3 separate regions of the Sus scrofa genome follow, and all the other regions are linked to region 3. The links are chromatin contacts, called in public Hi-C and HiChIP or PLAC-seq maps. All regions are on one chromosome and are shown on one strand. The core of a region is the stretch at or near the end of the contact, and the rest is flanking DNA. Distances in the headings are between cores, read along the strand shown. Region 1 holds the start of LMAN2 (vesicular integral-membrane protein VIP36). Region 2 holds the start of RMND5B (required for meiotic nuclear division 5 homolog B (S. cerevisiae)). Region 3 holds the start of DDX41 (probable ATP-dependent RNA helicase DDX41).

What was found. A called contact is a pair of places that touch in the nucleus more often than the background predicts. HiChIP or PLAC-seq counts read pairs in DNA pulled down with a chosen protein or histone mark.
Region 1: a contact with region 3 is called in an H3K27ac HiChIP or PLAC-seq map of alveolar macrophages. The contact joins the promoter of LMAN2 here to the promoter of DDX41 in region 3. A contact is called at or near these places in 2 of 47 Hi-C or Micro-C datasets (heart right ventricle and skeletal muscle) and 1 of 2 datasets of contacts at active chromatin or transcription factors (alveolar macrophages).
Region 2: a contact with region 3 is called in a Hi-C map of heart right ventricle, with 2.5 times the contacts expected there. The contact joins the promoter of RMND5B here to the promoter of DDX41 in region 3. A contact is called at or near these places in 1 of 47 Hi-C or Micro-C datasets (heart right ventricle) and 1 of 2 datasets of contacts at active chromatin or transcription factors (alveolar macrophages).

The regions. Positions count from the first base shown.
Region 1 is chr2:80,593,172-80,597,704 of Sscrofa11.1, forward strand. It overlaps LMAN2 (vesicular integral-membrane protein VIP36), which reads left to right and starts at 2,117. Exons shown (of 8, transcript XM_013994865.2): 1 at 2,117-2,374; 2 at 2,533-2,651. The coding sequence starts at 2,170.
Region 2 is chr2:80,243,939-80,248,405 of Sscrofa11.1, forward strand. RMND5B (required for meiotic nuclear division 5 homolog B (S. cerevisiae)) reads right to left here and starts at 3,126. Exons shown (of 11, transcript NM_001243800.1): 1 at 3,062-3,126; 2 at 2,766-2,885.
Region 3 is chr2:80,431,042-80,435,288 of Sscrofa11.1, forward strand. DDX41 (probable ATP-dependent RNA helicase DDX41) reads left to right here and starts at 2,024. Exons shown (of 20, transcript XM_021084371.1): 1 at 2,024-2,646; 2 at 2,734-2,844; 3 at 3,127-3,286; 4 at 3,367-3,441; 5 at 3,572-3,632; 6 at 3,760-3,896. The coding sequence starts at 2,620.

The DNA.
Region 1 (4,533 bases), core at 867-3,366, 160 kb after region 3:
GTCATAACACCTCCATTGTCTCCTTACCTGTTTCTTCCCTCTAGTCTCCTCTCACCAGAGAAACCCAGGTTGGTCAGTCCCATGCTTAAAGCCATCCCACTGCCTTCTGGGGAAAAGGCCATGCTCCTTAGCGGGGAATTGAAGCCTCTTTGAATTCTGGCCTCAGCCAAACTCCCCCCAGTGACTCCTCAGCCATTCCAAACCGCTTGTATTCCTTATGCTTTCAGGGGTCCCTCCTGGCCTTCGCATTTCCTGTTCCCTTTGCTCAGGAAGCCTCTCCCCTCTCTACTAAACTCCTACTTACTCATCATGACCCTTTTCCAGGTTCTAGAACAAATATTCATTCCTTCACCAATTACTTATTAATCATCTGCTAGGAGTTCCCACTGTGGTGCAATGGGATAGGTGTTGTCTTGGGCATGCTAGGACACAGGTTCAATCCCCACCTCGGCACAGTGGGTTAAGGATCCAGCGTTGTTGCAGCTCAGGCCGCAACTGCGGCTCAGATCTGATCCCTGGCCCAGGAACTCCATATGCCGAGGAGTGCTCGCTCCCCAAAAAAGGAAAAAAAATCACCTTCTATGTGCCAAGTAGGCCTAGGATGCTAGATGCTAGCAAAGCTAGATGCTTTGCTAGATGCTAGGGAATCATTAGTGACAATAGCTGACAAAAATCGCAGCCTTGGAGTTCCCACTGTGGCACAGAGGATTAAGGACCTGGCATTGTCTCTGTGGCGGCTACTGAGGTATGGGTTCGATCCTTGCCTTGACACAGTGGGTTAAGGATCTAGTGTTGCCATAGGTCACAGCTGTGGCCTGGATTCAATCCCTGCTCTGGGAACTTCCATATGCTGTGGGTGTGGCCAAAAACACTGCAGCCTCTTGGAGGCCTTGTGGAATGCCCAGGTCTTTGCAGAGACACAGATAAATCTCTGGAAGGGTGTACCCCTTGGAAGAGGAATTTTGTTATATCTATAGATATTTAGACATAACAAACATAGCTATATGACACACACACATATATAGCTAATTTTGTAGCTAATTTAAAAAAGATGTCTCAGCACTTAATCTTGAATAAGTTCATTCATTCAAAAGGAGCAAGCAACCAACTAAACCACCCTGTGCTCTATAACAGGGGTCATTAACTCAACGGGCTAGAGGGGCCAGGCAGGTGCTGTAAATTAGCGGCCAGAATGGAGATTAGTTTAGAAAAGGAAGGAATTTTTATGAGGGCAGCTCTATGAGCTTGGTGTGGTCGGGTCTTACGATTTTTCCTTAGAAGCTGGAAATTTGGATTTTTAATGTGTATTTGTCTCCTGATTTAAAATAACAGTAGTTATGTCCTTATTGAAACACCATCAGCAAGAGCTGTATTTGGCTGTGGGCCACCAGTTGTCCACCTTTGATCCACAGTCGGCTTTCCTGGATGCTTCTTGTTGCAGCAGGCAGGCACAGCAATCATTTAGATATTAACGGGTCCCAGTCATCACTGGGAAAGGATTCAGGTCTGCCCCTTCTGATGAAACCCAACTGGGCCTGAGGAACTGGAAGGAGTGGACGCCATCTAATAACAGAATTCTAAGTTGCTAAAGGTGTGGAGCTAGGGTGGGTGAAGCCAGAGATGGCTAAAGGCTCGCCTGGGATCACCCAATGAGTTCCAGGTGGCGCGGGAGTTGGAATTCAGGCCTCCGCCTTCAATTCAGAATTCCTTTCTCCTCGGACTGGAAAAGGTTACTCTAGGGATCAGACCAGTGGCCAGAGACCAAGAGCTTTGTAGATTTCTACCCAGCCTGCACGAGAGGCCTAGAAAAACTACAAGTCCCAGCATGCCCCGTTCCACAGACGACCCTAGCGCTGCTCGCAAATCTTCCCTCTGCTCCAGGTTGGCACACAAGCCGAACGTGCTGTTCCATGATTGGTTGCTGTTCTTTTCGCCCGTTAAAACCCATTCCTGAGTCTGGCTGACAGGCGCCTCGCAGCCGCCAAGGCACTCTACTAGAATAGAGGTCTGATCAGCAAATAAAGACCCCATTCCCTCGGCAGCGAGGCTTTGTTTTTGCTAGAAACTCCCAGATAAAGCTAGGGTTGGAGCGCTTCCGGCCGGAGGCCATTAGATGGAACACCCGGAAGGCGGAAGTCCTAGGACGGAAGTGCCCGAGAGGAAAGGGGAATGGCGGCGGCGGCGGCGGCAGGCTGGTTTTGGCTCTGGGGCTGGGGCCGGCGGTGCCCGGGGAGGCCTGGGCTTCCCGGCCCCGGCCCTGGCCCCATTACACGTTTACTCTTTCTACTGTTGCTGGGGCCAGTGACTGCGGATATAACTGACGGCAACAGCGAGCACCTTAAGCGGGAGCATTCGCTTATTAAGCCCTACCAAGGTGAGGCCTGGGGCGGGAATGAGTGCAGGGTGAGGGCGAGGCCGGGTAGAGTTGGGGAACGGGTGCCTTTCTTCTGGTCAGGGCATCTTTGTGAGTTTCCTGTCTCTGGCAAATCTCGGCCTGGCCTGGCCTGTGTGTGCCCATGTCTCTGCCCACAGGGGTCGGTTCCAGCTCCACGCTCTTCTGGGACTTCCAAGGCAGCACCATACTCACTAGCCAGTACCTGCGTCTGACCCCTGACGAGCGCAGCAAAGAAGGCTCTATTTGGAACCACCTGGTGAGTGGCTCCCAAGAGGCTGGGTAGACCATTAAGTAAGTCACTACAGACAGTCTTCAGCAGCCCAGACCTGAGCTTGGTTTGAAGGCCCGCCGCCTTCTCCATCTTGATCACACCTGCCAGTAATAACAGGTAATGACTTCTAGAGTTACCATGTGTCAAGAGCTGGGCTTGACACTTTATACACCCTTCTCTGTTCATTCTTTCAAAAGCCTGTGAAGTAACTGATGTTATCTCCATTTTACTGATTAAGAACTTAACACTCTTGAAAGTGCCTTCCACGAAGTCACATAGCCAGTAAGTAGTAGAGCTATTGGCTGTCTGAACTGAACCCTCTCATTAGTGGGATAAATGGAACAAATAGGGTCTTTATTGGGTGTTTTGTGTGTGTTAGGCACTGACTTTAACATACCTTATTGCTTTTAATTCTCATAAACAAACTGATACAGATGGTTGTTGTAGTTTTATGCAAAGCTAACACAGACAGCCAATAACATAAACAGTTAAATTCTTTTTTTTTTTTTTAAATGGGCAAGAAATGGATTTATTAAAATTGTGAGAGATGCAAGCGGGCAGGCAAGGAGGCTCTACAACAGTTAAATTCTGATCTGTCTCATGTCCAAGCCCAGCAATTCGCTTGCTACGCCTGACCCTAGCCCGGACAAAGGAGGAGCCCCTTAGAAATAGTTGCAGACTCAGTCCCCTTCCCCAGTGTTTGATTGAGGATCTAGTCAACAATAGTAATGTAGGGGCTGAACTTGTGGACAGTTTTAGTTTCTGTGACCTTTGGCGTAGAGGTTAGGGAGCCTCAGTTGTCTCTGGTGTGTCATACATGGGCAGTGGCCAAAATCAGCTGCTGTGCAGACTCCACACGGAGGAAGTTCTGGAAAGGGGTGAAAGGGGAATGATTTGGGGCAAAGCCTACTCCTCCCCAGCCTGCTTGATCCCTAAGCTCTTGGCCGCTGTCCTAGTTTTCTCCATCACTCTGCTCTTTGGTCCCTTCTGGATGACTTCCCCATTTAGTTCTGAGAGTCCATGCTGTCCTTGTGTTGCTTTATCTGCCTGTTATCTCCTTGCCTTCCTGCTAGGGGCATCCGGGCTTTAACTCTGATCCACAGAGCCTGGGGTCTCCCGTGAAGAGATAAACGTACGTTATGCATGTACAGCCTGGCCCCTGGTGCTTGGCATCTCTGGTCATTCACTCTTAATTTTGTTCTAGCTTCTCTGGCTGCCTTCTTGCCTCAGGACCTTTGCACTTGTTCCCTCCATCTGGAACACTGCCTCCGGGCTCTTCATGCCCGCTTGGTTCCTTCTCATCTGTTAAGACTTAGCTTTAGAGCCACCCACTCAGAGTATGTCAATAACTACCTTATTTCCCCCGAGTCACATTCTGTTATGTTATTCTGACATAGGGCTTTTGGATAACATTTTAAAATGATAATGTATCCTTGTATTTTTCAAGGAAGTGAGTTCAGCGTAGCATTAGAATTTTTTTTTTTTTAAATGAGGTACAAAGAGTGCCAGAACTGTTAGAAATTGATTCTAGGAGGTAGTTGGTGGTTGGCAGTGTCACAGGGCTGAGAGAATTCTGCACCTTGCCTTCATCAAATTTTCATAGTCTGGAATATACTTGTCCTGTCTTTCTTCCCCCACCTCTTTTTTCAGCTTCAGGGACCTTTTTTATTAGGCCCTGCAGGTATTCCTCAAAGGGTTGGAGTGTTTCCTGTAATTCCTGAAATTGCTTGGAATGCTTAGAATTTTCTGCCCAGAGATTCCCCGCCCTGTGTTATTTATTTATTTATCGAAGTATAGTTGTTTTATAGTCTTGTGTTTAGTTTCAGGTGTACAGCAAAGTGATTCATGTATATATATATAAATCTTT
Region 2 (4,467 bases), core at 1,876-4,375, 190 kb before region 3:
AACTAGGAAAGAGGGCCGTACAAAAGAATGTTTACCAAGAGTGTCTGGAAACCAGAATCACCATCTACCACAAATAAACACAGCTCAGGAAAGGTTAGGACCCCACTGAGGAAAATAGTCTGGCCCTGTCAGACATCAACTAATGCCAGGATCATTAAAGAGAAGCCCAAGCCAGCACCTTGAAATTATACTAAAGCTAGGAAGATGATGGGTATAAGAATTTTCATCACGGGGTCGTGGCAGGGAGTAGGAAACAACCTAGGGGCCCCATCACTGGAGGAAACCATAAGTCAAGGAAGTAAAATGTGGGGGATGCATCTATGGAAACCTGAGTAGCACTAAGAAATCAGGTTCCAGGAGTTCCCATCGTGGCGCAGTGGTTAACGAATCCGACTAGGTACCACGAGGTTGCGGGTTCGATCCCTGCCCTTGCTCAGTGGGTTAACGATACAGTGTTGCCGTGAGCTGTGGTATAGGCTGCAGACGTGGCTCGGATCCAGCGTTGCTGTGGCTCTGGCGTAGGCCGGTGGCTGCAGCTCCAATTTGACCCCTAGCCTGGGAACCTCCATATGCCATGGGAGCGGCCCAAGAAATAGCAAAAAAAGACAAAAAAAAAAAAAAAAAAAAGAAAGAAGGAAAGAAATCAGGTTCCAGATATACTCACAGCAACATCAAAAAGATCCCAAAACATAGTACTGAAGGGAAAAAAAAGAAACAAAATGAAGCCCAGGCAGAATACCATTTATAGAGATTAAAAATATATGCATACAACCAAGGACACAAGCAAAAAAAAGGATATATGCTGAACACATCAGAGTGGTTTGCTACAGTGCAGGGAGAAGGGAGGAATGCGGGTAAAAGAGAATAAGTAAATAAATGCAAAGGAGAAAAAGGCCCTGCAGGGACCAGTTAAATGTATCGTGAACTGAGAAGTGTGATTACCTCAATAAAAAAAAATTGTAAATAAAATAAACAAGATGGGAAAGCAGAACTGCTTGCAGTTATTTCACCTGAAAAGATTAAGAGGCCAATTCAGAGTGTCCAAGGTGAAGCATTCTGCCTTAATCAGTCAGTCATCTTCACCAGGCACAAGGATAGAGGAGTGTATGAGTTTGTCTTCAGGATTAATCCAGGGAAGTTCAATTCCACTGTCCTAAGCCCACCTCCCTAAGGTTTCACTTGGACAGAAATCACCTACCAGGGTGACCCTTCCAAAACAACACATCAGATCCCATCACCACATACAAGCCCTTTGCAACTGCACTTTCACTTCCTTCGCACAAGCTGTTCAGAGCGCCCTCAACACTTTCCTGCACGGAGAACACAAGATGCAGTTTTATCATCAGCTCCTCAACGAATCTCCCTGCCTCCTCTTCTGCTTCACAAACAAAACCTTTGTTGAGGGTGTCCATTCCACACACATCTGAGTTCCCAGCACTGCAGCATGCCTACTCGCTCGTCCACCTCCCCACACTAGACTGCTCAGGGCTGGAATCCAATCTCATCCTCTCTCCCTTCAGTGCCCTGGTCCACAATGGGTGCATCCACTTCCTAACTAGGGGGCCTGAGCTCAAACCTGCCAGGGTTAGGCAGGAAGAAATATTAAAATCCCCACCAAGGCAGGCATATGGGTTTTGTCTCCAGTGTTCAGTATCCTAAAACAAGAGGGCCCTTTCTGGTGCCAGGGAGGAAGAAGGGAAATGTGCACACATTACAGAAAGGTCCCCGTTGTCTGACACTGAACTGAACAGCCTCTGCTGGCCCAACCCTTCATCTTTTGCACCCCCACCTTTATCCATTTTCACCCTACACATCACTCCTCTGTTTAAAACCCAATAGATTCCCACTGTACTTAGAATAAAAACCCTTCTTTTTTTCTTTTTTGGCCACGCCCAAGGCATGCAGAAGTTCCCAGGCCAGGGATTGAATCTGCACCAGTGACAACACTGGATCCTTAAACCACTGAGCCACCAAGGAACTCCACCACCCTTTTTATGCCCAAAATCTCTCTCTCTGCTCCTACCATTCTCCCCCTCAATGGCCATATTCCAACCACACTAGCCTTCCTTCCATTTCTTTTCTTTGTCTTTTTGCCTTTTTTAGGGCCGCATCCGTGGCATATGGAGGTTCCCAGGCTAGGGGTCTAATTGGAGCTGTAGCCACCAGCCACAGCCACGCGGGATCCGAGCTGCGTCTTCGACCCACACCATCGCTCATGGCAACGCCGGATCCTTAACCCACTGAGCAAGGCCAGGGATCGAACCCACAACCTCATGGTTCCTAGTCGGATTCGTTAACCACTGCGCCACGACGGGAACTCCTTCCTTCTATTTCTTGAACATCAGTTTATGTCTACCTCAGAGCTTTTGCACTGGCTGTTCCCTCTGCCTGGAACACTCTACTCCCAGATCTTCCTGTGGCTAGTTCCTTATCAGAGTCTCAAACGCAAACGTCATTTCTCCAGAGACGCTCTCCTAGACCACAGTATCTAATGCTGCCCCCTCTGCCCCACCCCACACCTGTCGCTCTATCAATTCACCCTGTTCCTTATTCTCATTGCACACCTTTTTTTTTTTTTTTTTTTGTCACATTTTTTGTCATTAACCAAAACTGGAGCGAGGTAAAAGCCCACCGTTTTTCTGGACGTCAGCCACCACTGGGAGTTTCACCTGCGTGAACATGCAAATTGCTGGCAAACTCCTACTCATCCTTCAAAAGACCTTAGTCGAATGCCCTGCCTGGCTCCCACGTCCGTAACGGGTTACCTCCGACCCCGCCGGGTCGCACTAGATTGGGACGTCTGAGTTCGAGCGACTCCCCCAGCAAGGGTGGCTCCTCGAAGGTTCTGAGTTTGTGAGGGTCCAACTCCCAGCCTGGGCCGACGTCTGTGGAGAAAACAAGGGCAAAGAGGACTGGTCGGGGGGCTTATTCGCGGGGCTTCAGAGAAGACCCGGAGGCTGGGAGTCTAGCGAAACACGGGCCCCCAGCGCCCGAGTCCGTGGTCCCGGCGCGCCCTGCCCTCTAGTCGCACCTCCCCTCCCGGAAGCTCGCGGCCTCTCACCTGGTCCCGCAGCCTTGGCCCTGGCTTCCGGCGCCGAGCCGCTGCCATCGGAACCGGAAGCTACTGGCCGTTGCTCCGCAGCTCCGGACTCGCCCACTCGCGGCTTCAAGGAGGGGTGGCCAAGCCTCCCCCTCCCGCGTGCCAAGGTTGGAGTCGCCCGCAGGATCCCCGCGGCAGCTGGCTGCCTCACCTCCCGAAGTCGGGACGCTGCGCAGGTGCTCCCCTGGGCCCTCGGGGCCGCCGGCAGAGCCCCGAACCTTCCCTTCAGCGGGAAGGAATCCGAGCGACCCACTTGCTGGCCAGCGGGTGTGCGCACTGCGGCGCCTCGTTCAGAAGTCTTAAACCAGAAATGACTGTGCCTCCCCCCCCTCCCCGCCCTCCAACTTCGTTTAAAATAAAGACATTTGAGAACTATGTCTAGATACTCATATTGCAATAGAACAAAGGGTGGGGGGGAAAATGTGTACATGTAAGAGTAACTTGATCCCCATGCTGTACAGCAGGAAAAAATAAAATATAAAAAAATAAATTAAAGACAGTACTGAACAACACAATGCCTGTAAGCGATCCAACGGTTAGGCTTTCCCGCGACAGCGCCTTGATTCTCTTTTTGAAATATCAAATGATGTTTAAAAGAAAAGTTCCTCTTTTCTGCCCTATCCCTGCTGCTCCTCTAAGCCCGGACTTAATACTCTGGGCGTTCAACAGAATTAAATTCTACTGTGAGAGACCGACCCCCTGCTCTGCTGCCCTCCATCGGTCGCCCTCCTTTTGGAGTTGGGGGGGAGACGGGTTGCACAATTGCCCTAAGGAGGGAGAAATAAGGATTGGGAAGGAGGAGAGAGGAAGCAGTGATCCCAAACGCAGGCCAAGACTGAATTCCCCCTCCCAGGTCCCCTTCCTCTGCAGGGAAAAGGCAGAGAAGTTTCCCACCTCCTCCTCAGACTTAAGGGACTTGGACTAGAAAGAGCGCAAGAGAAAAGACTCGGTCTCATTTTCCATAACTTCCTGCTCTCTTTTAGACCAGATTCATTCCAGGGCATTTTACCCTCTAACCCTCCACGCCTCCTCCCCACTCCCATAAAACACGCTTGCACAATCTTGGTTTGTTTTCTCTATAGCACTTGCACAATCCAGTCCTGTTTTCTTTATAACATTTAACTTTAAATTATCTTGAGCGTATATTTGCTTATTCTTGTTCTTCCTGCCCCTAACACCCCACCCCCCTACACACACACACACACACACACACACCCTCTTTTAGGATAAAAGCTCCATCCAGGCCAGGACTTTCTAATCATCGCTGTTATATCTCCAACATTCTCCAACATATGTGCTTGGAACACAGTAGGTGTGCAGAAATAGTCTGAAGTGACCAGTATCCTCCACTTATGAATGAGGAAACT
Region 3 (4,247 bases), core at 774-3,273:
AATCCCCAAGGAAGTGTGGACACTTCCCTCTGAAACCTTTCTCTGTATACTTACTACCTGTGTTCCTCTCTCCCTTCAACTCTTGCACCAGGCTCCTGTCCTGCAGTTGAATTGTCACAGCTGTCTAAAATTCTGCTTCATCAGAGTTCCCATTGTGGCTCAGAGGTAACAAACCCAGTTAGCATCTATGAGGACTTGGGTTCAATCCCTGGCCCTGCTCAATGGGCTAAGGATCTGGCATTGCCCTGAGCTGCAGTGCAGGTTTCAGAAGTGGGCTAGATCCCATGTGGCTGTGGCTGTGGTGTAGGCTGGCAGCTACAGCTCTGATTCGACCCCTAGCCTGGGAACTTACATATGCTACAGGTGCAGCCCTAAATAAATAAAATTCTGCTTCATAATTACAGTGCAGGTCTACTCAAGCAGCCAGCCACTTTACCTACAGAGAAAGACTTCCGTCAGTGTCATTCATGGCCCTCCAAGCCTGGCCTCTGCCTCTGGCACACTCCAGCCACACCTAATGACCTCTGTCCCCAGCTATGCCTAGCACCTTCAGGTCTCCTGGTTTTAGCTCACTTATTTCCCCCCTTCTCAGATAATTCAGAATTCTTTGTGAATTCTACCATATTCTTCACATCACAACTAAAAAGCCACTTTGACTATGAAAATCAGTTTGCACTGCCTTTGTGCTAATTCCAAAAGTGGTAACTTTTGTGTCTTATGAGATTTCCTGACCTCAAGACCAGTTTTCTGTTTCCATCTCCCCTAATCTGTAAACTCACAAGCCATGTTTGTGTCTTGCTCATCTTTTATCTCCTTCGACACTGGGCACAATGCCCAGCACATACTCATATTTAGTATATGAAGGGGGAGTTCCTTTTGTGGCTCAACAGGTTAAGAACCCAGCATAAGGTCCGTCAGGATACTGGGTTGATCCCTGGCCTTGCTCACTGGGTTAAGGATCACTCATTGTTGCAAGCTGTGGCATAGGCCGGCAGCTGCTCCAGTTTAACACCTAGCCCGGGAACTTCCATATGCCACAGGTGTGGCCCTAAAAAGGAAAAAAATCATATATATGAAAAATCATATGAAAATCATGTATAAGTATTTATGAAAAGAACAGCACTAACCTGTCGCTCCTTTTAAAAAGTCCTCAGTGAGGAGTTCCCGTCACGGCACAGCAGAAAAGAATCCGACTAGGAACCATGAGGTTTTGGGTTCTATCCCTGGCCTCGCTCAGTGGATTGGGGATCCAGCGTTCCCATGAGCTGTGGTGTAGGTCGCAGACGCAGCTCGGATCTGGCGTCGCTGTGGCTGTGTGGCTTTATTCTTCATCACCGTGAACATAAGGTATCACAGGGAGGACCCCTATCCTGGGAACCTCCTTATGCTGGTGGGTGTGGCCCTAGAAAAAGACAAATAAATAAATAAATAATAAAAATAAAAGTCCTCAGTGGATAGTTCCTATTGTGGCTCAGTGGTAAGAAACCTAGTATCCATGAGGATGTGGCTTTGATCCCTGGCCCCGCCCAGTAGGCTAATGATCCGCAATGTTATGAGCTGTGGTGTAGGTTGCAGAGGAAGCTCTGGATATGGCGTGGAGTGGCTGTGGTGTAGGCAAACAGCTGCAGCCCCTAACCCGAAAACTTCCATATGTTGCAGGAGCGACCCTAAAAAGAAAATAAAAATAAAAGGCCCCAATGAAATTGAAATTACTTACCCTGACAGTCTCGGCCCTGCATGCTCTGGATCTACTTTTCCAGCTTTAGCTCTGACTATCCCCTTCTGATACAAGCCAAGTGATCTCTTTGTTCCCTGAGGAACTTGCACATGGCCAGAACTTCACTCCCACTGGACCCTCTATCACGAAGCCTCTCTCTTCCTCTCCTGCACTCCCAGCTCTGAGACTCCACAGATCCAGTTCTCCTAGAAGACTTCTCTGGTTCTCCGATCACTGTCTGAGCTCTGTTACAGCATTTACAATAATAATCGTTTACATACATGTACAGCCCCTCAGAAACCACCGTCATCAGTATTTCATTTATTCTTCATCACCGTGAACATAAGGTATCACACAGATGAGAATCCCAGTCAGGGCGGCAGCATGTGTTGAGTCATTTATTCTGCAAGCCCCACCCTGACCCCTGTGGCCCGTGAGAGTTAATGGCGGCTGGAGAGAGCGGGGCGGGATCCCAGCTGGCCCGGTCCCAGAGCTCCCTGGCCACGAGAGGACAGTGTCCGCTAGCGGGGGTGTACCAGGTAACGTCACGCCTTAGGCGAGGCTGGGCACCTGGCAAGCCGCCCTCTTCGGAGTCAGCAGATTCCACGCTTCAAACAGGATCGGCTTGAGCCTTCAGCGCATGCTCCAAATTTTGCAGCGTCCAACGGTGCCTTGCCTAAGGCTTTAGCTCTCAGCCCTGGCAACAGCTGCGTAGCCGCCCACAGGGAACTGGGATGCGGCTCCGCCAGACAGGGACTCAGGAGAAAGTTTGTCCCTCTGCGCGATCCGGCACTCAGGTCGCTGCTAGCTGCCGACGTCTGCTTCTTCACATCTGATTGGATAGCATCATAGGAAAGGCGGGGGGCGGGGGTTTGCCGTGGCGCGCATGCGTATAGCAAAGAATGGAGGAATCCGAACCAGAGAGGAAGGTGGGAGCTTTGCTCGCTGGGGTCCGCGTGGGTTGCGAGTGGTAATGAAGTCGGGGAGTCTGGGCCTTGACTCGTGTATATCTGCAGCGGGCTCGCACCGACGAGGCAACTGCCACAGGAAGCCGCTCCGAGGCGGAGGATGAGGACGATGAGGATTATGTACCCTACGTACCACTGCGACAGCGCCGGCAGTTGCTGGTCAGGGCCCTGGGTCGCGGGGACGAATGAGGGCAGGAATGAGGGTTTGGCTGTGGCATGGGGGATGGCCCCAGGTTTGCAGAGTGAGGTGTCAGTATACAGGAGCATGGTCCCCAGGCAAAGGGGGGAACTGGTGAGGCGACGTGATCTGAGGGATGGGGCAGCTCTGCACCTCGGGGCACAGGATCCTCTCCCAAGAGCCAGGATCCTGACACCTGCCCCTGGGTCCAATGCCCCACTCTGCATTGGACTCGGCTCTGAGAGGCGCTCGTGGAACCTCAGCTCCAGAAGCTGCTTCAGCGAAGGCGCAAGGGAGCTGCGGAAGAGGAGCAGCAGGACAGCGGCAGCGAACCCCGAGGAGATGAGGACGACATCCCGCTGGGCCCTCAGTCCAACGTCAGCCTTCTGGATCAGCACCAGCACCTCAAAGAGAAGGCTGAAGGTGAGTTGGGCAACAAGAGGGAGGCTCAGCTTGGTACATTGCTTTAGTGTCTTTCTGACACCTTCTGCTGCTTTTGTCAGCCCGCAAAGAGTCTGCCAAGGAGAAGCAGCTGAAGGAAGAGGAGAAGATCCTGGAGAGTGTAGCTGAAGGTCGAGGTATGGTTGTAGGCAGGGGCAGAGAGGAGGTGGACTGCCTCTCCTCCTCCAACCCCAGGCATGTTATATCTCAAGGGGGTCTGGCCTCTGGGAAGCAGTAGCCAGTCCTTAGCCACATCTCTCTTCTCAGCCTTGATGTCAGTGAAGGAGATGGCTAAGGGAATCACATACGACGACCCGATCAAAACTAGGTATGTCTTTCTGGCCTGTGGAAAGTCAGTAACCCTTACTTGGGACCGTATTTGGGGGACACTGGCAGGGACACCCTAAAACCAGCTGTGTCCAGGGGCTCTCTTGACCCTTGCCACCCACCCACAGTTGGACACCACCCCGGTATGTTCTGAGCATGTCTGAAGAGCGGCATGAGCGTGTACGGAAGAAGTACCACATCTTGGTGGAAGGTGATGGGATCCCACCACCCATCAAGAGTTTCAAGGAAATGAAATTTCCTGCAGGTACTTGGGAGCTCGGAGCAGTACCACACTATGATAGTGGAACATTTGTGCAGTTGCATCCTTGCCCTCACTGAGCTCAGCAGCTACATCTTTGGGTCCAGTCAGTGGGGATGGAGGGATTGGTCTTGATGATTCTTTTTCAGTTGGTGCAATTATACATATGTACTACTCTCTGCCGTTAGAGAATTTTAGTGGACAGGTAACAATGGCCTTTAACAGACCTGGCTGTGAACCCTGCCTCCACTTTACCTGGAGGCCTTGGACAAGCCTGTGTCTGTCTTTCTCTCTTAGTTTCAACATAGTGCCAGTTTTATGGGCTTTGGGGGGCCTGATGAGACACAAGGATGATGG